2 separate regions of the Arachis hypogaea genome follow, and region 1 is linked to region 2. The links are chromatin contacts, called in public Hi-C maps. All regions are on one chromosome and are shown on one strand. The core of a region is the stretch at or near the end of the contact, and the rest is flanking DNA. Distances in the headings are between cores, read along the strand shown.

Evidence for each region. Hi-C and Micro-C count contacts between places; a contact is called where the count stands out from the background.
Region 1: a contact with region 2 is called in a Hi-C map of an unstated tissue, with 3 times the contacts expected there. The contact joins the promoter of LOC112733015 here to the promoter of LOC112733009 in region 2. A contact is called at or near these places in 3 of 8 Hi-C or Micro-C datasets (leaf and an unstated tissue).

The regions. Positions count from the first base shown.
Region 1 is chr13:121,429,163-121,436,489 of arahy.Tifrunner.gnm2.J5K5, forward strand. LOC112733015 (ammonium transporter 3 member 1) reads left to right here and starts at 1,953. Exons shown (of 4, transcript XR_011869931.1): 1 at 1,953-2,846; 2 at 3,563-3,848; 3 at 3,927-4,546; 4 at 4,760-4,889.
Region 2 is chr13:121,134,114-121,141,397 of arahy.Tifrunner.gnm2.J5K5, forward strand. LOC112733009 (protein PSK SIMULATOR 1) reads right to left here and starts at 4,590. Exons shown (of 12, transcript XM_025781853.3): 1 at 3,630-4,590; 2 at 1,922-2,247; 3 at 1,748-1,840; 4 at 1,521-1,611; 5 at 1,298-1,391; 6 at 936-1,033; 7 at 753-822; 8 at 412-515. The coding sequence starts at 3,905.

The DNA of each region.
Region 1 (7,327 bases), core at 703-3,202, 290 kb after region 2:
GATTGGTTTGGGTATCGGTTTTGGGGGCGCGAAACTCGAACCAACCCGTATATCCGATCATAATTAATTAAATAATATATATATATATATATATGACTTTTGATGTGTTTTCTAACTCATAACCCTAATCCTATCTCACTAATGTTTAGATTTTAATGTGTTTTGGTTTTAGCTTCTTTCAAAAATTATTCACTAGACTTTTGTATTTAACTTCTAATATTTCTATTACACTTTTATATTTTCATTAGACAATATTATTTACTATTAGTATGTTTGGATTTTGATGAGTTTAGTTTTTAATATATTTGGTATTTAATATGTTTGCATTATTTCTGCTGATGTTACATGTTTATTATATTTCTTGAATTTTTAAGATAAAAATTTGCCAATTTGGTTTTTTTTTATATGAATTTTAAAGTCATCGGGTACCCGCTACCCGAACCGAACCAATCCGCTCTTAATCGGTTTGGTTTGGTTTGGGTACAAACACAAAAAATGCAAATCCGAACCAAACCAAACCAATTACTTTTTGATCGGTTCGATTCTAATTTTACCTTGAACCCGAACCAAACCGACCCGTGCTCACCCCTACCAAATGCACCTTAATTCACTAATAAATGAACCGAAATTATATAATGATTGCGACACAATTAACTCAGAAATAAACAAAAATTACATAATAATTGCGACACAATTAACTCAGTTCAAAAACAATCACACAAATAAGACTCGATCATGAACAAAAACACATCAAAAATCAATTTTGGATCAAACAACATCATCAACATGGCAAAAATTCAACAATAACAATAACAATAACGACGATAGTGATAACGACGATTGGTATAAGAAAAAAATAATGATAACGATAACGATGATAATGGAAAAGGAGAAGGAGAAAAAGAAAAAGAAAGAAAAAAAATTCAAATAAGAAAAGAAGGAGGATGAGATGTTGTTGTTGGTGATTACGATAACAAAAGAAAAAGAAAGAAAGAAAGAAATATGCGTAGATTTAAAAAAAAAAAATAGAAGAAGCGTGAAAAAAGAAAAAAAGTGAAAAAAAAAACATGTGACTCTAAATCATTTAACTTGAATGTTAAAATTATTTAAATTAAAAATAATTTAAAAAAAATTTTGAACGAATCGGACTAGACCTCTAAGTGTGCTATTAAATACATACGTGCATGTGCTAATATCGTTGCAGTTCAAAGTGCAAACAACATGTATATCAGTATATATCATTATTCTAAATATTTATTTTCGAAAAAAATAGAAAAAAAAATGAAATTTTCTGTGTTGGTGACTTGGTGGTGTACATGCGATTCGCCAGTCTGTCTAAGCTAAAGGGGTTTAAGGAATCTTGAGAATATACAGTTGCCAATACGATCCAAGCTGCGTCATGAGATTCCGCTTAATTAAAGCTTTAACAAGTGAACAAAAGATACAGATTCACTTGCCCAATATCACATTTCACATGCCGCAGTTTTTCCTTCTTTTTCCCCTTCATTTTATATACCAAAGCTAGCCCTAAATGACTAATTAATGGTACTTAATTACTTGTACGTCACATCATGCCAACCTGGCTAACATACACCACAATTAATTGGCCTCTCTTCCATCCCTCCAAAATTATGCCACGCCATTTGGTATTAGTACTGATGTGTAAAATACTAAAATTCGCTTGCAAAGCAATATTAAAAAAATAAATAAATAAGTTTTTGAATTTTTAATTTATAAATTTTTTTAAAATTTAAAAATATATTTAAATTTTTGGTATTCTAATATAAAATTAAACGTGATTTTTGCTGTAATCACGTACGAATGCACACGTAGTAAAATTTTTAAAATAAGATAAATTATATTTAGAGATAGATGTATCAAAATAAAAAAAAAATAAAAAACTTAAATATTTGCGGAAGAAAAAATTAAGAATCAATTTATCCATTTTTCTTAATATTAATTAATGCTGTATAATTAATTTGAGATCCATAATATTAATCATGTCACCAAATAAAATATAATAGATATATCGTGTGGTCAACGGTGAGGTGAGGCTCTTCGTCAACTTGACTCCATTTTATTTTCCCACACTCATAATCACAATGGTTGTAATTAGGTATTATTATTCCTAAGCTACCGACTATAAAAGACGAGGCAGTAGTGGTTGAGATTGATAATCAGGGATAATGGCCAGTGCAGGTACCCCTTTGCCGGTAGCATACCAAGCATGGACGAGTCCAGCAGTACCGGACTGGCTAAACAAAGGGGACAACGCATGGCAGATGGTGTCAGCCACCCTGGTGGGGATACAGAGCATGCCCGGATTAGTCATCTTGTACGGAAGCATAGTCAAGAAGAAATGGGCCGTCAACTCCGCCTTCATGGCCCTCTACGCATTCGCCGCGGTTGTCATATGCTGGGTCACTTGGGCCTACAAGATGTCCTTTGGGGACAAGCTCCTGCCCTTCTGGGGTAAAGCTGGGCCCGCCTTGGGCCAGAAGTTCCTCATCAAGCAGGCCGCGCTCCCCGCAACGCCTCATTACTACAACACGGGGGCTCTGGAGACGGCGGAGATTGAGCCATATTATCCCATGGCCACCATGGTGTGGTTTCAGTGCGTTTTCGCAGCCATCGCTGTGGTCATACTGGCCGGCTCGGTGCTGGCTAGGATGAACTTCAAGGCGTGGATGATGTTCGTGCCGTTATGGTTGACTTTCTCGTACACCATAGGCGCGTTCAGCTTGTGGGGTGGTGGCTTCTTGTTCCAGTGGGGTGTTATGGACTACTCTGGTGGTTACGTCATCCATCTTTCCTCCGGCGTTGCAGGCTTCACCGCCGCTTATTGGGTATAAATAATTTACTATACTCTTCTCCTTCTTTCCTTACCTTAAACTGTTACACGCACCCATTTAATTCCTTTTGTCAAACTTTTGACCACTTCACTTCCGTAAATTTAGAAAAATGAGTTCTGTTGACTTTTCTGGCATGTAGTTTGCAGAGAAGTTTCTTTTGTGTCTTTTTTGAAAACTCAAAACCAAAAAGTTGTTGCCGCCGTTTATAGTTATATAATGAACAGAAACGAATCGTTTGGTGGTGTTTGTTTCTCCTCAATATCTCACTTTCTACTAGTACTAATATATGAGAGAGAAGAGATTATGTATATACGATTACGTGCGTAGTCTGTCTAGCCGATTAATAAATGAGAAATTCTTGGGAAAGAATTTTTAGTATTTTTTATGCGCATAATGTCATGATCTGTTTATTGTATATCAAAAATATCTTTTATGTGTAAAATATCGGAAAATTGTTACTGACAAAATACTAAAAAAAACATAATTAATATATAATGATCATTTAACATTTTTTTTAACAAAAAAAAGTACCAGTGGTAATAAATTTTATAATTTATAGTTATTAATTAATTATTATTAATATTTTTAATAATATAAAATCATATAGAATAATATAAAATTATTTATTTATTTTTATTAAATATTGATTAAATTTTAATAAAATACTTACATTTTTTTATGGATAAAATTGGATGCATGGACACGTGTAGGTTGGGCCAAGGTCGAAGAAGGACAGGGAGAGGTTCCCACCAAACAACGTGCTGCTAACGCTGACAGGGGCGGGGCTGCTGTGGCTGGGGTGGGCAGGGTTCAACGGAGGGGACCCGTACTCGGCCAACATAGACTCATCGATGGCGGTGCTGAACACGAACGTGTGCGCCGCCACCAGCCTCTTAGTGTGGACGTGGCTTGATGTCATATTCTTCAACAAGCCCTCCGTTATTGGAGCCGTTCAGGGCATGATTACTGGCCTCGTTTGCATCACTCCCGCCGCAGGTACGCTATCCACCCCTCAACTCTTTCGATTCTTCCTCTTAGATCTGATATGGTTTCATTTGTTGTTGAATAATATAGGTCTGGTTCAAGGATGGGCAGCCATAGTTATGGGAGTTCTATCAGGAAGTGTGCCATGGTACACCATGATGGTATTGGGCAAGAAGCTCACAATCTTCCAAATAGTCGACGACACTCTCGCCGTCTTCCACACCCACGCCGTCGCCGGACTCCTGGGCGGCATCCTCACGGGGTTTCTCGCGGAGCCACGGCTGAGTTCCCTGTTTCTTGCGGTGACCAACTCTAGAGGAGCGGTGTACGGAGGGTCGGCTGGGGGAGTTCAAATCCTGAAGCAATTGGTTGGAGGATTGTTCGTCATTGGATGGAATTTGGTAGCCACCTCCATAATTTGTGTGGTGGTGAAGTTGGTGGTTCCTTTGAGAATGACGGATGAAGAGTTGCTGATTGGTGATGATGCAGTTCACGGAGAAGAAGCTTATGCCTTATGGGGTGACGGAGAGAAACTTAGCCTCTACAAAGATGACACCACCCAGCATGGAATGGCAATGGCTTCCAGTGGTGCCACTCAAGTTGTCTAGGGGACTCAATGATGCATGTGCGGACATGCATATTCCTTATTACAAAAATCCAACACAGGATTCCATTTTCTCTTTATACTTGTGCTGTTGGTAACTTGGTATGTATTATTGTAAGGTGGGTACTCCCATGAAGATATTATAATTGTCTTCATGTGATGATTTTTCTTTTTGACCCTTAGATGATGGAGTGTAGGGTTAGATTTTGATATGTTATAAAAGTGTTGTTTTTATTTGAAGTGTGGCCAAATCAATAAATCACACTTTTATACAAAGCATCTTCATAAAAAGATGTTTTTTGCATCTTCATTTGAGTAGCTCCCTTATTGTAATATTGTAGTCCTTGTATTTTTGTACCTTTTTTTTTTTTTGTAACTATTTATTCTTGTTTTCTAAGGTATATATCCTCAGCTATAAATTAAATGTATGTCACGTCTTTTTATTTTTGAAATCAAGATTCTTCTAGAGAAAAAGATTGCTAAACTGAAAAGGTGGGAATTTTATTCCTCTTTAATCAAATAGTAAAATTCACACCTAATTTAATTTTTACTTTTTTATTTTATTAATTTTTCCAATTTAGAAGAATTTTTTCAGTTAATGGGCCTCACAAATTCAGGTAATAATGTGCAATAATAAGCCCATACCCTAACAATGATGTTAGGTAGTGGACCCTAATTTTTTCTCATGATCTCGCCTTACTCCACCTCTATTTGCTTTTGCCAGAATGTTATTAAGGTCCATACAAAATATTAAATATTGTACCGGTAAAGAAAGGGAAAAAAAAAAATTTAAGAGCTCGTAGATTCGAATCTCCTAAAAAAATAGAAGGAAGCCATAGACAAGAAGAATAAAGGTAATGGGGGATTATATTGTGCAATTCTATATGGACATTTTTATAGCATATAGTATCAGCAAAGCCTATATGTGTAGAAAATTTAACTTCTAAGCTAGAAGATGAGGTGATATATACTTCATTATTTTTTTCATCCATTTTGTTCCTGTAAGCATTGCCCTATTAACAATCCCCCAAAGAAGAAAAGTGAGCTACAACAAGCTTTTTGTCTACTTAGGATTTTCTGTTCCAAACAAAGTACACGTTGAATAATAAAAGGATTAGCATTACTATTATATTATCAAATCTATCCCTAGTCTTAGCTGCTTCCTTTCTCTTGCTTGTGTCTTCAAAACTTCCAACAGCAGCACACAAACAACGCCAATCCCATCTTTAGCCTTGGTTCATTCATTTTTCTCCCGTTGTACTACCACATGGAACACCAGGTTCTCTAGCAACCAACCATTGATTGCCACGTCAACCACACTCCAAAGCTACCCACCTATATATATGAGTGTGTTTTTTCAGGGTGTGATGGCAAAATAATTTTCTTATCCACAATTCCTTATCCTTAGAACTTTTTAGTGAGTCTTCCCCTTCACCCACCACGGTCTTAGAATTTTCCCTTAATTATTGTTACTAATGCAGTAATGCTGGCTTTTAAAATCTAAAGTGCTTCTTTTACTTTCTTTTTATATGCCTTTGAAAAAAAGAGAGAGAGAAAAAATAATTATATTGAGGAGGCGCTGTCAAGGGCCAAGTCATGGAACATGAGAATATGTAATCAAATCATTTTTAGTGGAAGCTTCATTTGCGTAGTGTTGTGTGTGCCACAGCTCAGCACTAGGATGAGAATGAAATATATGCCTTTTCACTCACATGGTGCAATCCCATCATCAAATTGTGTTCAAAAGATATAAAAGGGGTATTGTAGTGATGATCAAGATTATTATGAACAAAGTAAAAATCCTAGTTCAGTGGGATTCTCATTCCCTTCCCACCACTCACACAACCATCTACCTCTCAATTCATATATTTATTCTTTGTCATTGCCCAACCGCTATATTCTTTTCATTCTTTTAGAGAAAACACCACGTCTCATTTATGGAAAAAAAATAATTTTCAAGAATTTAATTAAAAATGATATTCTCAAATCCTAAAAGGAAGTAATTCTTTTAGATACAAATAAGCAATTATTATTTCTTGCTCAAAATAACTTTCTAATACATTGTTTTTTTTCCTACATTTTTAATATATTGATTATCAATGAATTTGATACGTATCCTATACCTCGGCTAACAACCCAAAATTAAACTCGGCTAATAATCCGGAAAAGTTAAGTCAGAATTCGGCTACGTAATCTGATAATAGCTCCCAACAAGTCAAAAACTATCTCCAAAATCGTTACCACAAAATCCGAACGAGCTTAACAAAGCTCGAACATTCTCAAACCAAGTCAAACATTATCATCAAAACTGATTTCAGTAAGCGTGGAGAATCACGAAACAAGCTCCAACTGAACAAACTACACGCCTATATAAGCAAGTAAATAAGCTTGGAAGAGAGGTCAGAGAACTCACTCTAATTCCATTATCACTTTCTCACTTAATTTACATTCTTACTTGAGCATCGGAGTGCTTTTTGCAGGTGCTCCCGCCGCGGTGTTCCAGTTCAGCCGGCGTATACCTCTTCCACGTGGACACAGTCACTAGTAGAAAGAGTTGCTATACCTTGACTTCATATGCACGGAACATTTGGCGCCCACCGTGGGGCCCTGAATTAATATAACCCCACTATTTTTTCTACCTAGTTCTGTACTCTTTTTTGCAGGGCCTTCGATCCTACGACATGGTCGATAACGGGGTTCCTCAGCATACACAAGCCGAGCTTCTAGCTCAGATTGCTGAACTCCAGGTAGAAGTTTGAAGGATAGCCGAGCTATCCGCCCATAATAATGCCGGAAAGAACGAGGAAGGAAACTCCAAAAGTTCGGCCTTGGGCAACACAGACCTTCTAAGCATCACCCCGCCAAAGGAGAAGTTGACGTTAGACAA
Region 2 (7,284 bases), core at 3,340-5,839:
TATATTTATTCAATGTAAAATGCAAATTGAACAATTTGAAGTCTATAATATTCTTGAACTATAATGAAAGAAAACTGAAAAAGTCAGAACATATATAACCGTATTATTAGCAAGTCAATTTTGCATTAAACTTTATTGACAACCTAGTATTTCACTAACCTCATTAGAAAAGAATTGCAATAAGGGTCATGCACTTCTCAAGATCAAGTCACAAATGGTTGAAATCCTATTATATTATTGAGGAAAACTAAGATTCTAAGAAGGCAAGGACAGAGATCGTTTTTATAAAAACACAATATGAGAAGCAACTCTGCAAACTTGATTAATTATAACATCAACTGTTTGATCGGAAGGCATAGGGAAAAACAGACCCGTGATGAAATAAATAGTTGATGGCAATGATTCACTTACAAGAGTATCAATTTGAAGCACTATATTTGCATAATGCAAAGAAAGGCCCGCAGGGCCCAATCTTTGGCGATTGCTCATGGTTCCGATTAATGGTTTACGGACATCTGCAGGTACCCATAGATAATAACACATTTTAATAATACAATACAACTAGGTAGTCTTTCACTACGAACTGATTAGAAAGATCTTCCAAGTTCAAAATAAGGTTCATACATGGCTAAAATCTGTTTAGTGGGTATCAATAACCTCAACCAAGTATTCATATTTATAAATGAAAATTACAGGAGGGTAAAACAAGAAGCATAACAGTATGATCTTAATGCCTTTAAGTGGATTAATACCTGGACTGCCAAAGATGTTATCTATCTCCAGATGTAAAAAACTTACAATGTCTACAAGCTTCTCCATAACCTGTAACCAGTTAGAATGCAAATTATACCACAATTTCCACACTTTCTCCTTTTATTTTAGGAGACTAAGAGATGAGATAATCAAATGCATGAACACCAGTAACATGAAATTACCTCCTCCAAGCTTCTGGACCAGAGCGACTTTTTCTTTAAATGTTTAACTTGCTTCTTTTGGCTTTTTACTTCTGCCCTTAAGATTGAACGGCTATCACCTATATGATGAAAAAATATATCAAAGATATATATGCATTCATACTGGGATGGTATATGATGTTATTGTACATATTTCTCCACTTTACAGAACCAATTATGTGTTCAATTTGATTCTTGTTCAAGTTTTGATAATAAAGGTTTTGCAATACAAAACTTAACCTTTTTTTAATTATTATTATTCATCAAACTATTGATTTTTGGTTAGGTTGAAATTGTTTTTCAAAAACAAGATTTGGAATGTCAATGGTGTTCTCCTGAATTACCGCTTTGAGTTGCACTTGAGTTATCCTCCTCTTCACGCTTACGTTGATAATCTTGTTCAAATCTATCCAAAGCATGTAACTCGTGGTATAATTCCTGAGGTGATAAAAGTACTTTTTACCAAAAGTTCTGTTTTAGAAAGAAGTTTTTACTACATTTGAGCTTCAGAAGTAAATCAGTCCTGGAGCAATAGTAAATATTTCTTTAGCAAAGGAATACACTCACAGCCGTAAATTGAACCCAGTTCATCAATTGCTGCATGATCAATTCTGCCTCATCCCTTGATTGTCTTTGAGGATTAAGTTCTCTGCTAATTCTAAATTCATAATTAAAAGGAAAAGACAAAAAAAGGAACAAAAAGGGTCAGAACAACCAATGATATAAAGGGTTAAAAAATATTTTTCTGAAAGGCTCAATAATAAGACAAATTTAGTGAGTACAATTTATATTACTTCTCAAAGTAACGGTCCAAGTTGTGCCACTGAGGATCCTTTGAACGATTTCCAAATCGAATCACTTCATCAGAAAAAACTTTCAACTCCTCCCTAAAAGCATCAACAGAAAATCAAATGCAGTTGCCATTTTCTCGTGCTAAAACAATTGATGGAACAGAAGCTGATATTTACCTCTTATCTGCAGCAACAATTCTTAGAAGTTCATCCGTATCCTTTGATACCAAATCTTGCACAGCCTCTAAAGGAAGCACCTCTTCTTTCAGGTGCTTAATACTTGTAGGAGAAAGAGATTCCATAAGATTAGAAGCCTTCACAATTGTGTTTGCTACCTCAAATGCTAAGATAGTAATTTCATTCCCTTTTGTCACAGTGCCCGAAACGAACCCATTGCCAGCATTTAAACTTGTCATGCTGCTACCAAGAGTGTCCAAAACATCAACTGCCTTCCCAATTCCATAAGTACCGGCTCTGCCCAGACGTGAACTCACCTCTGAAACCTGAAGTAGAAAGATTTAGTACCTCTTCATTCTTCTCCAATGATAATATATTTCTAACCATTCTCTTTCCCAGTGAAATAAGATATCCAATACACAAACATCACAATTACAGAGTCCCTAAATACTAATAATTAAACAGTAAATCTGCATCTATAAACCCTACACCCAAATAATATATAAATCTCAGGTTACTACATAAGGCTTGTAAATGTCAGCTCCTCTCATCACCGCAACTGATCTTTTGTTTCTTTTTTTAGATGCCAGTTGCTTTCTAATCAGGGATAAAGTATTCTTTTTGTCCCTAAAATTTGTGATTTTCATCAAAAATACCCCTAACGTTTAATCTCATTCAATTTTATCTTTAATGTTCTCGATTTGTGTCAAAATTACCCCTGGACATTAACTCCATCTAAGACTTTTGGGATAAAGTTGGAAACATCCAGGGGTACTTTTCACATAAATCGGAAACATCAGGAACAAAATTGAATAAATCAAAAACGTTAAGGACAAAATTAAATAAAATTAAACGTTAGGATATTTTTGAAGAAAAAGTATACTTTACCTATAATCACTCTACTTAGAACTAGTTAACAAAGACAATTGTTCTGAATTTAATTTGATGTACGAACACACAACCTAGGCACAATAAAGAATTGCCGCGGATAACATTACAGTCCTGCAAGCTTCAAGCATATTTCTCCAAATGGAATTAAATAACAAACTTTAAATATTGTCAAGAAATAATTAGATACTGTTTGCAGTATATTTTAAATTATATCAAGATCTATACATTTGCATAGTGTAGTTTTCAATTATTCGAGGTTTGCAGATATGGATGCATGTGCACACATGAAGAAACTAAAGATAAAGGAAACGAAACAACAAAGCAAGCTACCATGAGAGTTAAACCATAAGACAAATGTTCCTTCCCCTATCAAATATGCCAGTTAAATTGACAATGTCAAGATTTGGTTGGAATGAAAATAGAACTCAATGTTGTGGCAGGGATTGCCGTCTTAGTGTGACATTTAATAGTCGAATCCAATCCTATTATACTAATAATCAAATCATTCATCATTCAAAAATATAGACATCCCCATCTCAAAAAACCACTTTAGTTAGAATTACATTCCCAAAATGCCAACCTATCAATCGGAATCAAATGCTTAACATAAAACTAACGAATCTTTTGATTACCAGCAACATAGTAATCAAACCCTTAAATTGCAAAGAAAGAATCTAAAGATGTATTTCTAGGAACAATCGTTATCCTCCTCCACACTTCCACTCACCCTGATCTATTCATCAAATTGCAAAGAATGTTATGAACAAGGAAAAAAAGGAAAGATGAAACTGAAAAAAGGAGCATCAAACACACCAACCTTTGCAACAGCAGTCTGCCTTGACCTTACAGACCTTGACTTATTCGGAAAAGAATCATTATAGCGTGGGATTCCATCATAGAATTCATCAGCACCAGTCCCTGCAGCATTCTCAGCACCATGTTCATGTTTGTTATTGTCCTCCTTTGTGTGAGGTGCAGGTGCCAAATCAGAAGGCACGGTGGTCTTGTAGCTCTTATGGTTTTCTTTGGCGCCATCTGTGGTGGCAACCACCCTGTCACCACCCTTGGCAGATTTGGAACAAAGACCCCCCATATATTATATCAAAGTTTCAATCTCTGAGTAACTGGGGCATCCAGCAGCAGAGTTAAAATCCCGAAAAACAAGAAATGGGTATAGAGTAGCAACTGTGTATGTTCATCCAAATCAGGAATCAATAAAGAAGAAGGGTTTCAATGTTGGTGGCGAAAGGAATAATAGAAAGGGAGGGAAGAGGAGGAGAAAAGGGATTCTGGGATTGGAACAAAGAGAAGAAAAAGTCCACAGTCAAGTTGCCATTGGTTTGAGCTAAGTAGAATAATAATATAATAATAAATAAATAAGAAAAAAGAAGGGATGGGAGAGAGCAAAAACATAGTTTTTATTTAAGAGAGAGAGAATCAAAGAGACATGAGGCGGCGTGTGTGTGGTGTGGTAGGTCTAAGTTTAGCAGTGAGAAGTAAGAAAACGCTAAGAAGAGTAGCGTTGTGAGTGACTATACAGAAAGCATTGGACTGCAAATGCAAGAGAGAGCTCAAAATACTTGAACACTTTGAACATCTCTGACCTACCAATCAACTTTGCTAAATGCCAGTTACTCCATCTTCGTTTCTTGCGCATCGTCAATGCCAACGATGCATAACATAACACTTCCTATTTATTTATACTCATTACTCATCATTCGTTTCTAAACTTTCTTCAAATACATACACCCCCATAAGGCCATAAGTCCATTAACATTGCGTTTTGATTGGTCTTTTTATTCTTTTATGGTTTTTAGATCAGCAAAAATATTATTTATATATTAAAATTATTTAATAGTATCAATTATTATATATTTATATATATTTTATATTTTATATTAATTATTAATTTTAATAATTAATTTTTATATACACTTAACATGATTGTTAAATCAAATAGTAATTTTTTTATTTGAATATATAATTTAAGAAATGCCTTTAATATTCACTTATTAATTTTTTTTAAGATCATTATTATTAACTTTTTTTTTAAAGTTACGAGTGAGACTCGAACCCATAACCTCTAAATAAGTGAAAAGATTATGTTCTTTGGCTATCATTATTATTGGGTTAAAGAGTAAGAGACAAAAATAAATATATTTGTTATTTTGTTGATTATAATAGTTAAATTAAAGAGAGTGTTAAAGGTCAATAATTATAATATTAAAAAATTAATTATACTATTTATATATAAAAAATTAACTATTAAATTAACTATTTATGTAGAATATATATTGATTTGATAGTTAATTTTTAAAATACATATAATATTTTTTATATAAATTAAAGAATTAGTTAAATATTAAAAATCTAGTATTTTTCTTAAATATGTAATTCTTTATTGTGGTGTTGCAAGTGGGTGCTTTGATGATTTGCGGAAGAAATTCAATTTGTTGATAAACCAAAAGCAAAGTCATTGACGTTGGTTGTGAACATGACAAATGGCTACGAAAAATTGCAAGCAGCGTAGGAAGTGAAATAACTCGTGGAAGAAGCAAAGCGGCAGTGGGAACGAAACATTATTGACCTATTCTCGTGTGTAACGAACCTTTTTGCTTTGTTTTAATCATTTACCGTTTACTATTGTTTTGTCTCCTCTTATTTCTACGCTTCAAATCAAATTTGTTACTACATCATTGCCTAGGCTATGCTATCATAACAACCTTGAACATAGCCGGTGTAATGGGTAGGAAAGTCTCTTTTTGTTATAGCTTCATTATTAGGTGCGTCCGTTAAAATATTATTCCGTGGTTTTTTTTGATATTGTTTGCGATATTTTTTAGTCTAACGGTGAAAAAAATTAATTCGTCGTGAATCATTCAAATTTTTTATATTTATTTAAACAGACAATTCCACCAATATAAATTAATTATTCCATAGTTAATCAAGAAAACAAATGGAAAATATATCTAGAAAGCCTAATTAAGGAAAGTCAACCAAAGACCTCTGACTGAAAGAAAGAATGAGAGCAGACCAGGCATCCGCCCCACGCCAACAACACACAAGCTTTTAAGCAACTTGTTTACGCAACAATAAAACGGATAGAGTATTTTATGTGCATAAAATAGAATGTATATGTATAAAAAATTATTTCGTGCACGTAAAAAAAATAACCATCAAACATGTAGTAATTTATTGATTAATAATAAAGTTTTAAACATGTAGTGCTATTTAGAGAGAATTTGTACCTCCAAAGATCGAGCTATTTGCTTGGTTTGTGTTGGTCGGTAGGATGAATACTAAAGATAGATTATGTAGATTAGGCGTTATAGCACCGCATGATAATTTGTACGTGTTATACTGTAAGTCTGAAGAGACTGCGTTTCATTTGTTTTTTGGGTGTGAGCTCACTTGACAGGTGTGGAGTGTTTGGTTGTTCGCTCTTGGGAGGCTTTGGACAATGCCAGGTTCATTAAAGGAGCACTTTTAAAATTGAACGAATGGGACAGTGCGAAAGGATGAGAAGAAGCGATGGTTCATTGAATTCTGTCTGTTATATGGACAATTTGGCTAGAAAGAAATTGTAGAATTTTTAAAACCCAAGCATCTTGTGTGGAAGAAAGTCTGAACAGATCTTTCGAATTCGCTGATGAATGGCTTGGCGGTGAACCCTATGGTTGTTGATGGCATTGTCGAAGATGACTAGGGGTTGTCATATTGCTTTAATGCTCCACCTTGTGTGTCGAGCTCTTTACTTCAAAAAAAAAGTTTTAAACAAAAATTTTTTAAATTTTATTTATTTTAATTTTATTTTAAAAGTTTTTAATTGATATTCATTCTATTTTTGATAGTTAAGTTTTTAAAAAATTTATGATCAATCTAACTATAATGTTTGACAAATAATAGTCAGGTAAAGAATTTTGTTTTTATCTATGTGAAGTTATTATTAAATTAGTCTTAAATTATTTAAAAAATCAACTATCCAAATATATTTAATATAAATAGAAAATTTTTAGAATAGAATTGAAACAAATAGAGGCGAGAGCTATTTCAGTAGGAATTAGACCTTCTGAGTCTGTTACATGAGCCTTTGAGACTTGTGAGGCTAGCGAATAATAGAGAGGATAGAGTTGTGTGATAGACTTGGTATCTTTTCGACTAACTCTTTTATGCAGGTGCTACAAGAAGAAATGCTATCAGAGGATATTACTAGTTACAACTTCACGAAGACCATTTGGAAAGGGTTGGTTCTATCAAGGATGGAGCTGTTTGCTTGGTTTGTCCTGATAGACAGAGTGAATACTAAGGAACAATCGGTTCGAGATTATTAGACAGGATGATAAGAGTTGTGTTTTATGTAATAAGGATGTTGAGCAAGTACATCACTTGTTTTTTGGCTGTGAATTTGCTTGGATATCTGTGTTTGACCGACACTGGTCTTTTCCGGGATTAGTGAAGGACCACTTCCTAAG